4 separate regions of the Mus musculus genome follow, and regions 1, 2 and 4 are each linked to region 3. The links are chromatin contacts, called in public promoter capture Hi-C maps. All regions are on one chromosome and are shown on one strand. The core of a region is the stretch at or near the end of the contact, and the rest is flanking DNA. Distances in the headings are between cores, read along the strand shown. Region 1 holds the start of Ppp4r4 (protein phosphatase 4, regulatory subunit 4). Region 2 holds the start of Ttc7b (tetratricopeptide repeat domain 7B). Region 3 holds the start of Atxn3 (ataxin 3). Region 4 overlaps Rps6ka5 (ribosomal protein S6 kinase, polypeptide 5).

The links. Promoter capture Hi-C pulls out the DNA fragments that hold promoters and counts their contacts.
Region 1: a promoter capture Hi-C map of pre-B cells shows a contact between it and region 3, with 4 times the contacts expected there. The contact joins the promoter of Ppp4r4 here to the promoter of Atxn3 in region 3. A contact is called at or near these places in 1 of 39 promoter capture datasets (pre-B cells) and 1 of 115 datasets of contacts at active chromatin or transcription factors (astrocytes).
Region 2: a promoter capture Hi-C map of liver shows a contact between it and region 3, with 2.7 times the contacts expected there. The contact joins the promoter of Ttc7b here to the promoter of Atxn3 in region 3. A contact is called at or near these places in 2 of 39 promoter capture datasets (both in liver).
Region 4: a contact with region 3 is called in a promoter capture Hi-C map of pre-B cells, with 2.6 times the contacts expected there. The contact joins the enhancer-like site here to the promoter of Atxn3 in region 3. A contact is called at or near these places in 10 of 39 promoter capture datasets (the 3T3-L1 cell line, 3T3-L1-derived adipocytes, the C10 cell line and 6 more) and 1 of 115 datasets of contacts at active chromatin or transcription factors (astrocytes).

What each region holds. Positions count from the first base shown.
Region 1 is chr12:103,531,194-103,533,893 of GRCm38.p6, forward strand. Ppp4r4 (protein phosphatase 4, regulatory subunit 4) reads left to right here and starts at 1,372. Exons shown (of 25, transcript NM_028980.3): 1 at 1,372-1,549. The coding sequence starts at 1,427.
Region 2 is chr12:100,519,380-100,522,179 of GRCm38.p6, forward strand. It overlaps Ttc7b (tetratricopeptide repeat domain 7B), which reads right to left and starts at 1,443. Exons shown (of 20, transcript NM_001033213.1): 1 at 1,192-1,443. The coding sequence starts at 1,312.
Region 3 is chr12:101,956,889-101,959,588 of GRCm38.p6, forward strand. It overlaps Atxn3 (ataxin 3), which reads right to left and starts at 1,355. Exons shown (of 11, transcript NM_029705.3): 1 at 1,246-1,355. The coding sequence starts at 1,269.
Region 4 is chr12:100,710,334-100,713,033 of GRCm38.p6, forward strand. All of the region lies in intron 1 of Rps6ka5 (ribosomal protein S6 kinase, polypeptide 5), which reads right to left. Among named protein-coding and RNA genes, the nearest start is that of Rps6ka5, 13 kb to the right of the region's middle. Within about 2 kb of position 1,263, at least 63 of the 459 cell types and tissues checked have an H3K27ac peak or open chromatin away from gene starts, as enhancers often do. A contact at or near this core is called in pre-B cells, where this site is marked.

The sequences.
Region 1 (2,700 bases), core at 122-2,621, 1.6 Mb after region 3:
AGCCCCCACGTGTGGGGGTTACAGGCTCATGCTGGCTTTTTAAAAATTATTATTATTAAATGTGGGTGCTAGGATCTGAATTCATTTCTTTAGAACTGCCCAGCAAGTGTTCTTACTCTTTGAGACATCATGTGTGTGGTGTGTGTGTGTGCATGCCTGTAAGATGGAGTGAGTGTGGAGGTCATTGGACAACTTGTAAGACTCAGTCCCTTCTTTCACTGTGTCCAATGGATGGAACTGAGTGTCAGGTGTGGCACTTTTACCTATGTAAATGGCTGTGCACGTCTGCGTATTGTCAGGCGGTCAAAAGAGGGCCCTGGAATTGGACTTTCAGGGGTTTACTAGTCCCTACAGTAGCGCTAGGTATAGAAACTGTGTCTTCTGGAAGAGGAGCCAGTGTTTTTAACAACTGGGTCATCTCTCCAACCCTTCCCTGTCTTATTTTGACTAGAACCAAATGTAAGCGAGTTGAATCAATGTGCTCCCCTAGAGCAAGAGCAAGGTAGTGCTCCACCGAGGTCTTACACATCTCTTTCTACCCACTGTGCTAAGCACTACCTCCCAGTTCTCTAAGAAGAGCTGCACTCATCATGGCCCAAGTTTTATCCGAAAGGGCTGGCTGTAACCTCTCTTAGTAAATCCTTATTGATTTTTCAGGATTCAGTATAGGTCTTTTTTTTTTTTTTTTTTTTTTTTAAAGAAGGCATTTTGGGACATTTTCCTTCTTCCAACGTCAGGACTGCAGAACTGTATTCGCATATACCTGTCTCCTATCCTCAGGCACACACTAGGCACTAAACCAGCTTGATTTGGCCACTCGAGGGTCCCTAGGCCGGGAGTTGAGTTAGCAGGGGCTTGTCTACACCAGAAGCAGGCCAGCAGAGCAGCCACCAAATAACCAGAAAGTCACTCTCACAGGTGCAGAGGAGCCCAGCACACTGCACACTTCCCCCGCTTCACTCTCATTGGCTCAGCCTGCCCGCGCCCATTTCCCGCCCCCGGCCCGCCTCCTGGCCGCCTGGGGACGCGGAGAGCTCTGCGCACGCGCCGAGGGGCGGGGCTCGCCCCATAAGGGTGGGGCGGGGGCCCAGGGAGCCGGACCAGGGAGCGTCGTTGCGCGGCAGTTGCGTCCTACCTCGCGCGCAGACCCCGGGCGGGGGCGGGGCCGAGGCGGCCGCTGAGGCGGCTCCCTGTTCTGGTCCCGCCCCCTCCACCCGCCCCGCCCCCTCCACCCGCCCCGCCCCCTCGGTGCGCTGCTCTCCGGCTCCCGCCGCGCTCGTGTTCTCGTCGCCTGCGGCCTCTTGCTCTGCTTCCCCGCGGCCGAGAGCGGGACCAGAGAGTCCTTCTGGTGGGCGGCGCGGGGCTGCGCGCGTCCGGCATCCCGGGGCCGCTCGGGCGGGCCGGCGAGGGAGCCCCTCGGCGGTCCATGCATCCGCCGCCGCCCGACGCCGGCGTCGCGATGGATTTCGGGCAGAACAGCCTGTTTGGCTACATGGAGGACCTGCAGGAGCTCACCATCATCGAGAGGCCGGTCCGCCGGAGCCTCAAGGTGCGCGGGACCGAGAGACGCTCCCCTCAGGGCTGCCCGCCGTCCGACTGCCCCTCGGCGCTCCAGCGCCAGTCGCCCTGTCACCGCAGCCGCTTCAGAGCTTCATTCCCTGCCGCAGCCAAGGGTCGGCCTGTCCCTGACCCCTGACTGGAACCAGTCCCTTACCCTGGCTAGAGCTAGCCCTGCCTCCTGACTGAGGCTAGTCCCTTCCTCTGACTGGAGCCGGCTGGGTCCCTTGACTACGGCCAGCCCAGTCTCCGAACTGAAATCAACCTGCCCCTGACTAACTGGAATCAGCCGGGCCCCCCCGACTTGGTCCCCCGACTGCGGCCAGCCCTGCGCCCCACCCGGCTCCGGCCTCCCCCAGGAACGGCCAAGCCGCTGTTCTCGGGGCCAGCCTCCGCAGCCAGCTCCTCAGCCCGTGGTGCTGTCCCAGGTTCTGGTCGCTGGCCCATCCTGGGTTTCACACAGCCCTAGTTCCATCTCTCGCCCGGACGTCTCAGGTCCCATCCTTTCACGGTCCTACCCCCACCTCTGCATAAGATCAAGCTTGGGTCTCCCCGTGCAGCATGGCCTCCTTCACCTTCCAAGGAGAGGCACCCTTCCCAGAGTCGCCCTAGTTTAGGGTTTGAAAGCTTCTCCTCAACCCTTGCCTCCCATCCTGAGTCACCATGCATCCTTTTCCTCCCAGGTCCTCCAGGACTGTAGGCGGGACCCTGCTCCCCAGCCCCCTTGAGGGGAGTCAACCTTCTGTTTCCCCCCCTACCTCGCTCCCCAACCCCGCAGAGTCATCTTTCCAGCCTTGTGGGGTTTCAACCCTCATCCTCACAGATGACAAACCTAGTTTATGGGCCCCTTCCCTACCCTTCTTGCCAGTTCTTCATTACCTTTCTAGAGCCTTTGATTTTCTTTCCGTCTGAGTTCATTCGGTTCCCAACAGGAGCTACAAAGCTTGTCCTTTCTGTTTTATTCAACTCCCCTTTAAAGCATTTCCCAGTGTGGAAAATGTTGTAGCGGCTTGGGGTACTGCGTTGAAGACAAAAAAATATGTGAATATATAGGTAAATATGTTCACATGTGGTATGTATGTGTAATGAAGTTGATTCCATTGAGGTCCTACAGTCTATAAGGCAGAAGAGTACAGATAGTCC
Region 2 (2,800 bases), core at 193-2,692, 1.4 Mb before region 3:
GAGACTTTGAGGCTAGCCTAAGCTATAAGGTAAGTTTGAAAGATATATAGAGAAACCTGGTTTGGTTTGGTTTTGTTAAGTTTTCATTTCCAGGCGCTATTTTCATAAAATCACAAACAACCACCAACCTTAAAGAGGCTATGAGATTTCCCTGTCCGTTTCTGGGTAGTTCGGGGTGAAGGTTGAAAAGAGTACACATGTCCTTCCTTGAATGAGCAGTGTCAGTCCTTCATTCATTCCCTCTGTGATTTGTCTGTCCCACGCCTGCTCAGACAGTCTTGGGAAGCCAGAGGTGAAGGAGGACAAAATCCTCTGCCCTCTCTGCCCAGGCTCCAAGTGCCTGCCTGTGGTTTTGGCGCGTACGAAAAGACAAGCAAATATTAACCATACTTGCTTCCAAAACAAATAAGGCCACGTGGAGTCTCGCTCTGGAATGTGATTTTGGCTGCAGTTTTGGTTTGATGGGTTGGAAGAACCAATTCAGCAAATGGGGTCATTGGCCAAGTCCAGCCGCCAGGTTTCCCAAGTCAGATCCTGGTTCCTGGGCGCACCAGGCCCCTCATCCAATCAGCTCCATTTCCCTCATTGTTAATACAGTCTCATCTTCCTGCCCAGTAACCTTCTCCCAGACTCCCTGACTCTGTTTCCCTTGTACTCTCCACCCTATCCTCTCTGGGTCTGCAGATTTGACACCCAACTGTCTTGACCTCAAGACACAAATCCCAACCTGCCAATGCCACCCCTGACACCCTCCAAGTCTGAGCTCCCTCCTGGGGCCCTTGATTACCATATGTTCACAACATCTCCATCACAGGACCCCTGAGCACACCACACACACTCTGGTGGTCCCCAGATGCCCACAGGTATGTCCCGGGGGGCTCCATACACACACAAACGCACACACACACACAAGCTCCAACTTCTTGGAAGCCCGGGGCTGGCCTCCGGTCTCTGGGGTCGGTGAACCTCTCCAGCCTGCACGTCAGGACTCCAAGGCTCCGACAGGCACAGCCCGCCCGCCCAGCCGCACGCCGCGTGACCGGAGGACCCCGCGTTCCCCAAGGGCCTGGCCCGCGCACACCGCGCGGCCTGCGCCTCGCCGCCCGGCCGCGCCCCTGCTCGCGCCCGGAGCCTCAGGCCTAGCCCCGGAGGCCGCGGCGGTCCCGCAAGCCCCGGTGCGTCCGCGCGTACCGTTGGCGATGAGCTTGGCCGACAGCTGCTTGACGAGCTCGGGGATCCGCTCCCATTGGCACTCGGAGCGGCAGCGCTCGATCTCCGTCTCCAGCCGCGAGCCCGCCTTCCTGGTCGCCATGGCCGCCCTGGCCGGCCCGGCGCGCGCCCGCAGGCCCCGCAGGCCCCGCCGCCGCCGGGCCCCGCGCCGCCTCCCGCTGCGGCCGCGGGCTCCGGCTCCGGCTCCCGGCTCGGCGGCGTAACGGGAACGCCGGCCGGGGAAGGGGCGGGGAGCGGGCGGCGGCGGGCGCGGCGGGGCCCCGGGCGCCGCGAGGAGCGGCCCCTGCCGGCCAGGGCCGGAGCCGCAGCGGGCCGGGGCGGAGGCCGGACAGCAATGAGGAGCGCGGGACGGTGCTCAGGAGCGAACCTGGAGCGGTGAGGGGTCAAGCCAGGGCAGCCACCCCGAGGATGCTCTGGGGCTCCAAAGGCCGGGGTTTCTAGTGCGAGAGGGCGTGAAGGGCGAGCCTGCCTCGGCTGGCCCTGCCATCGCAGGTTGCTTGTGCTGGCCTGCGCCCCTCCTCAGGCTCCCCTCTGCCCCAGGTAGCCTCCGTCCCCATCATGTGGCCAGAAGCAGTGGAGATTCATGCTCCTCCAGAACCTGCCCGAAGTTCCTTAAGTGTGTGTTGGAAGAAAGTGAGGGAGGACGTGTGTGTGTGTGTGTGTGTGTGTGTGTGTGTGTGTGTGTGTGTGTAGCTGCAAGCCCAGATGCCAGCTCCCTTGCCCTCTGAGGAGAATACCAACTCATAAGTGGCATTTCCAGGCCTTGACCTTGTAACTGAGAGCAGGGGCAGGTGTCTAAGCTGAACATTATTTCACTTGTGTAATTTATTCAGTAACTATAGAGTCAGAGGTCACCCACACAGAGCTAGGTAGTGTTTTAGGGCTGTGGAAACGGAACGAAGTGGGTACAACTTTGCTTCAAAGTGGGTATAAAGTTCATAGCCCATTCATGGAAATGAATTAATTAAGCAAAATAAAGTAGCAAATTAGGTTATGGGTTGGTTAAGGATGGTGTTGAAGTGATATTTGACAGTTTTAAAGATGAGAGTCGGGGGGATATGGGAGGTGGGGAGGGCAGATCATTACAGGCAGAGCAAAGGCCTCGGCTTTACTATATTTGGTGAGTTAGAAAAAGGCCAGAGTGGCTGGGGTGGAATGAAGGCAAGGAGCTGAGCAGATGATGTCAGGAGGGTGGGGGTTAGTCCATGCCCGGCCTTCTGGATCATTAGAAAGACTGTCTTTCTTCTTGGTGAGATAGGGAGCCTGCATGTTAGTCAGGCATGCAATGGCAAGGCCTGCAAGTATGGACATGACCAGTATTTGGGAAAGTTGGTCAGGGAATGTGGCTTCAGGGGCAGTGGGGGTGTTGGACTCTGCAATACTGCCTCTGAGGATGGAGCTGTCATCTGGGCAGTACCCTGTCACCAGGTTCATCCTCTTTGGGTGTGTCTCCTCCAGCTTTCCAAAGCTATCAAGTGCAGGCTTTTCTCTCATGCCCTGGGGATAAATGAAGACCAGACTCACAGGCCTTGGTTTACAGGATCAGCAACTGAAACTCAGTAAGGGCCAA
Region 3 (2,700 bases), core at 105-2,604:
AATGGCAAGAGTCTCATGAAGCAGTGTATACAGTGTTCAAAATATAACATGTTTAAAATGGGTCTTATTCCAAAACCTTTGGAAAATTAATTACAAATGAATGTGGGGAGGGGGCCGGGAGGGGGAGCTCACTCAGTCATAGCACGTGGCCATCATCCCAGCCAGCTCTCAGGAGGCAGAGACAGGACGATGGGAGTCTGGAGCCAACTTGGGCTACAAGAAATCCTGTCACAAACTAACTTGTTCCAGTTCCAAAACACTCAAAATGTCTTCTTAAGAGCACTTCATTTAACAACGTCCTTAGATTCACATCATTTTTGTCTTTTTGTTGTGCGTGGATTTTAAACACTATGAGTCAATGCTCCTTTACAAGTGATAAAAACAAAGGCCTTTGCTCCCAACGAAATAATAGTCTCAACTAGCAACCCTCTCCAAACCTAAAATGATTATGAAACATGGTTGTCCGAGAAACACCCAAATGACTTGATAATTGTATGCGAACATAGACCAGTTTCTCAAGATGTCACAGCAATACTTTTAAGCGTAGTCACTTAGGAATTAAGGTGAGGAAGAGACTAAGCCAAATCACACAGTAGAACGATTCTAATCTATCCATAATACCTAAAAACAAAGCTGGCCTCCTGGTCCGGAAAAATGGGAGAACAACCCAAACATCCCCGTAATAAAAACTCTTATGACGACTTCCCTCCGGGGTTTCCTACTTTACTTCCGAAGTGTCAGGCCCTTTAATGGGAAAGCCACGGTCACAACTGCAGAAAGACGTGGGATGGATAATCAAGATCTAAATGCATGGAGCATTCCATTATAGAACTGAGTTGAGAGAGAAAGTTGGATCTGCCAGAGGACAGGTTAGGGGGCGTGGGTGGAGTTGGGAAGGGTCCGCCAGGTGCTGAAAAGGCGACTCGCTAGACTAGACCCTAAGAGAGAAGAGAGAAGAAACCCGAAAAGGTGTGGCAAGTGGACAAGGAACGCCCGCGCTAATCCTCCGGGTGAAGCCCCCCGAAATGCCCAGGCTACCCGCCCGGTCTTCTAGGGCGAGGGTGCCGGGAACGCATGCGGGAGGCTTCACGAGCGGAGCCATGGGGAGAAGGCAGGAAGCACCCCTCACCCAGCCAGGTCGGGATGGGGGCGCTCGGGCCCCGCCTGAGTTCCTGAAGCGGCGTCGCTGCTCCCCACGCCCGCCGCCGAGCCGAGGACGGCTCCCCACCGAACGCCCACACTCACTTTCTCGTGGAAGATGGACTCCATGTTTATTTGTCTGGAGCCAACGGCCCCGGCGCGGAGCAGCCCCCTCCAGCAGCTCCGCCCCCGGCCCCACCCCTCAGCCCCGGTCCGCCCCGCCCTAGCCACGTGCCTCTCGCCAACCAATCACTACTGCGGGCGCACGTCACGAGGCACGCGAACCCGGGAGCACGGGACACGTGACCTGGGCGGCGTTGGTCCTCCCCGCGGCAAGCGTGATGCTGCGGCGCCGCCTGCTGTGCGGAGGAACTTCTCTACGCGGGACAATCTTGTGATTCTAGGGTTCTAGAAGAGAATCCTCGCAGCCAAGTTTTAGGTTCTTTTTTTTCTTTTTTTTTTTTTTTTCCATCTCCACCTTCTTTGGTCCTTTCTCCTCATCTTTATGTGAGCAACTCCTCTCCCACTGAAGACTTCATTCCAGAAGAGGCATTCTCCACATACCTAATATTTGTGTAAAAACTATAGCTAATGTTTAGTTAGGACTGACTTAGAATAGTCCAGTTGTAAGCGCAATTTAATACGGCATTTTTTGATGTGTGTGTGTCTTTTGTAATATTATACAAATAAAGAAATGTAGGTACGAAGAAATTAGCACAGCACACTGTCCAACATAGTTGGCTGTTGGAATGAATATCAGGTCCTGGGGTAAATACGCCATCTCTGAAGGAGGAAGCGTTGGTGAGGAAGTGAAAAATCCAGCAAAATATTGAGTGGCTCGCGCAGGGGATGGGGGTGGGGAGGGGGGGATTGACAAAGATTAAGCGTTGTATTGGGCGTTGTATCTTGTATGGTGGAACCATTTTAGGTTCTTCAATGTAGCAAAGGCCCAGTCTCCTAAAGGCTCATTGTACCTGAAGGTAAGGAAGGCATATGTTGTGTTGGAGGACAGCTGCTCTATGCCAGCCTGTAGCCAGGGTTACATAGGAGGACCCTGTCCACCACCTCCCTACCGGGAAAAAAAAAAAAAAAAAAAAAGCTACAGGCGGTTAAAGATTTTTAAAACTAGAGACATGGGGTCAAATTAGGATTTTAGAGGATCACTGGGGAACAATACTTGAAAGGCATTTGGGGAGAAATGAAGAGACTCTGGTGGTCAGGACTCCAGTAGTGATTTGAGAATGGAGAGAGACCACTTTGAAGCTTTAGGAAACAGAAGACTTTGATGAGGGACTGGGGTGGGATGGGGGTATTGTTAGGAAAGACTTGTGGGTTTCTGCTCTAGGTACCATGTAAAGCAGAAGTGATACTCCAACCAGAAATACTTTACAGAATGAGTAGGGTCTTGGGAAGAGAAGAAAAGGCTTTTAATTTAGAAAATACTGAGCTTAAATATCTCTGCAACTAAAGGTACTTATGATGGTTTGTATATTCTTGGACCAGGGAGTGGCACCATTTGGAAGTGTGGCCTTGTTGGAATAGGTATGACCTGGCTGGAGT
Region 4 (2,700 bases), core at 13-2,512, 1.2 Mb before region 3:
TGCAAGCCAGTGGGGAAAAGAACTAGGCAGAAAAGCATTCTGTTGTTAAACAAGGAGAGCAATAAACACTCAAGCACCAGGTACTCCAAAGAAGTGACAATAGATTCAAACTGAGACATCCTATCAGACCAGCAAAGCAGGGACAAGCTTCATAACTGTGGAGCAGTTGAGAACTGACACTAAAGCACATCAGAGTCTAGGGGGAGAAAACATAGAAACTAGTGGAATAAAAAGCCTATGCAAAGCCCTGTGCAAAGAAGACTTTTCAGTAACTAGAGGACTTGGAACGGTTGGCTGGTTAGCTGGCTGGCTCATATGATAAGAAGACACAAGTATGTTTATGGGAAGGAAAACAGGGAAGGGGGTTAACTCTTAATTAGCCAATTTTTAGTAGGTTTAGAAAACAATCTGATTTGATCTTATTTAATATGCTTAAAATCTTTTAATATACCAACTAGAAAATGTATATTTTATAATCTCATTTTCTGGGACCAACCAAGTAGGATTATAAAATAGCTTTTCCCATAAAACCTTATCCTTGATTATTCAGTATTACAAAACACAATATTCTTGGGTTAATTTAATTTCAGTCAGAAGGTGACAATTGTATGCAGTGAGAAAAAAAGTCTGCTGCTGCTATTTGAAGGGTTTGTTTTCCCCTTTTTCTGTCATGGGAAAAAATATTTATGAAGTAACTTACCAGATAAGCTACAGTTAGGAAGTGCCCAGCATAGTCCTAACAACACACATTAACTGTATGCTAAAGCCTTGACTCCTATCTACAAAGTCCAAGTAGTGCAATTTTAGTAAATGCATGGGAACTTGAAAACTCGGCGAAAATGCTAGCACATCGAGTTCCCTTCAACTGCCAGGTGGTAAACTGCTGTGAAGCTTTTTCGAGTTGTGGTTGGGCCTCAAACCATGTCTCTGGAGAGCACTGGCAGCCGAACAAAGTTATATTTAATATCTGTGCACTTTAAACAACGCTGCCCACTTTATTGCTGTGATCACATACCTCGAAGATGTACTGTACTCTGGGTATATACGACAGCAGTGTATTATCACTTATCCCAGTGATTCTAGAATTATACAACGAAACATATGCAAAACTTATGCAAAAACTGAGTCAAAACAAAACAGTAATGGTCTTTCCCCCCAATACATGTACCAAAATAAGTATAATTTAAAACTAAACTAAACTAAACTTAAACCACTTCAAAAGGAAACAGAAAATTAAGCTTACTAAGAATCTGGCATGAGCTAGAGACTATGTTCAGTTCTCTGACCATGGAAAGCACAGAAACGCCTGATTGGCTGGGCCTGAAAATGTCTTCAGTGAGTTGCTCTGCAACATGCTACAAGCTTTTCTTCATAGCCTGAAAGTAAAATAATACTCTTAGGATGTTTTTCTGTATCTTAGAACTTTTTCCAAAGACCAGAATAACATTTTTCTTAAAACAATGTAGCTATTTATCTTGAATAAAGCATTGCCTTTTCTTTACAATTCACAGAGGAACAAAACAATCATGCCCTCAAAACTTCCATATCTTCCTGTCACCAAATCTACAAATGCACCTGCATCCTCTCCCCAGTCCTTTCCTAACAAAAGCAGCTTTCTTATCAGACACCAGCCTGCCCTGCAGCCCCAGGTAAACTAAATGCTCCCCTTCTCGGGGTTCTTGACATCATCATTTACGGTCTAATGCCATTTCAGTCTCTGTGACACACGGATGTTTCAGCATGATCTAGCATCAGTCATCCTAAAACAAGGAAACAGGAAATAAACCTCCTTGAAGTCCCTATTTCAATCCCCTCCAGAACAAAGTCTCTCAAAAGTTACGGTCCTTGCAATTCACCCTTCAAACATTCCAATCCGACTCTGCCCCACTCATCTTCCACCAGACTGCCCTTAACACAGCTCCTCTGGCCAATGGAGCGGACACTGCATACACACCCCATCCTCTTTAGTAGCCATCCACATCCAAAACCACAAACTGTGAGATTATATCCAGGTTCTTCCTCTGTAGTCTGTCTTAGCAACTCACTTTCTTGATAATCCTTCTTTATTTTTGTTTTTTGTTTGTTTTTCAGTACTTAGTTCTAAATCCTCTCTCTAGAGCATCTCCAAAAGAAAACTTCCCTGCTTACCTGGCTTTAGGGGTATTTATATTTTTGTGACACCAGGATTCTTATTTGAGCCCAAACCTATTTGGGTTTCAACTGATTCTTTTACTCGCTTCTGGGGTAACATTGAGCAAACCACCTGTTGAAGACTGAGTTTCCCAATTTGCTAAAGTAGAATAACAGGACATGATTCACAATGTTACTGTCTGAGCTAAATGAGTTAAAGTACATACTGTAACACATACAGTTCATCATCCATAGTTACTACCACCATATATATATATATCCATCATAATCTGGCAAAGGCTCCTAAAAGTTACCTTAGTTACGATGTTAAACTAGGTTCCATGTTTTCTGCAGAGCTATGTAGTCATCTCTCCTAGTTCACCATCTAGAAATCCTAAAATGACCCTAGTCATTTCACTACCGCTCTTCATACTCTCTCCTCCCAGAGTAAGTAAATTTATCACTTTGTAAAAAAGGGCTCTACAGATATGAGGCACCAAATTAATTGACTTTATAAGTGGGAAAATAACCCAGGCAGAGCTAGGCTAATCATACGAGCCGCTTTAAATC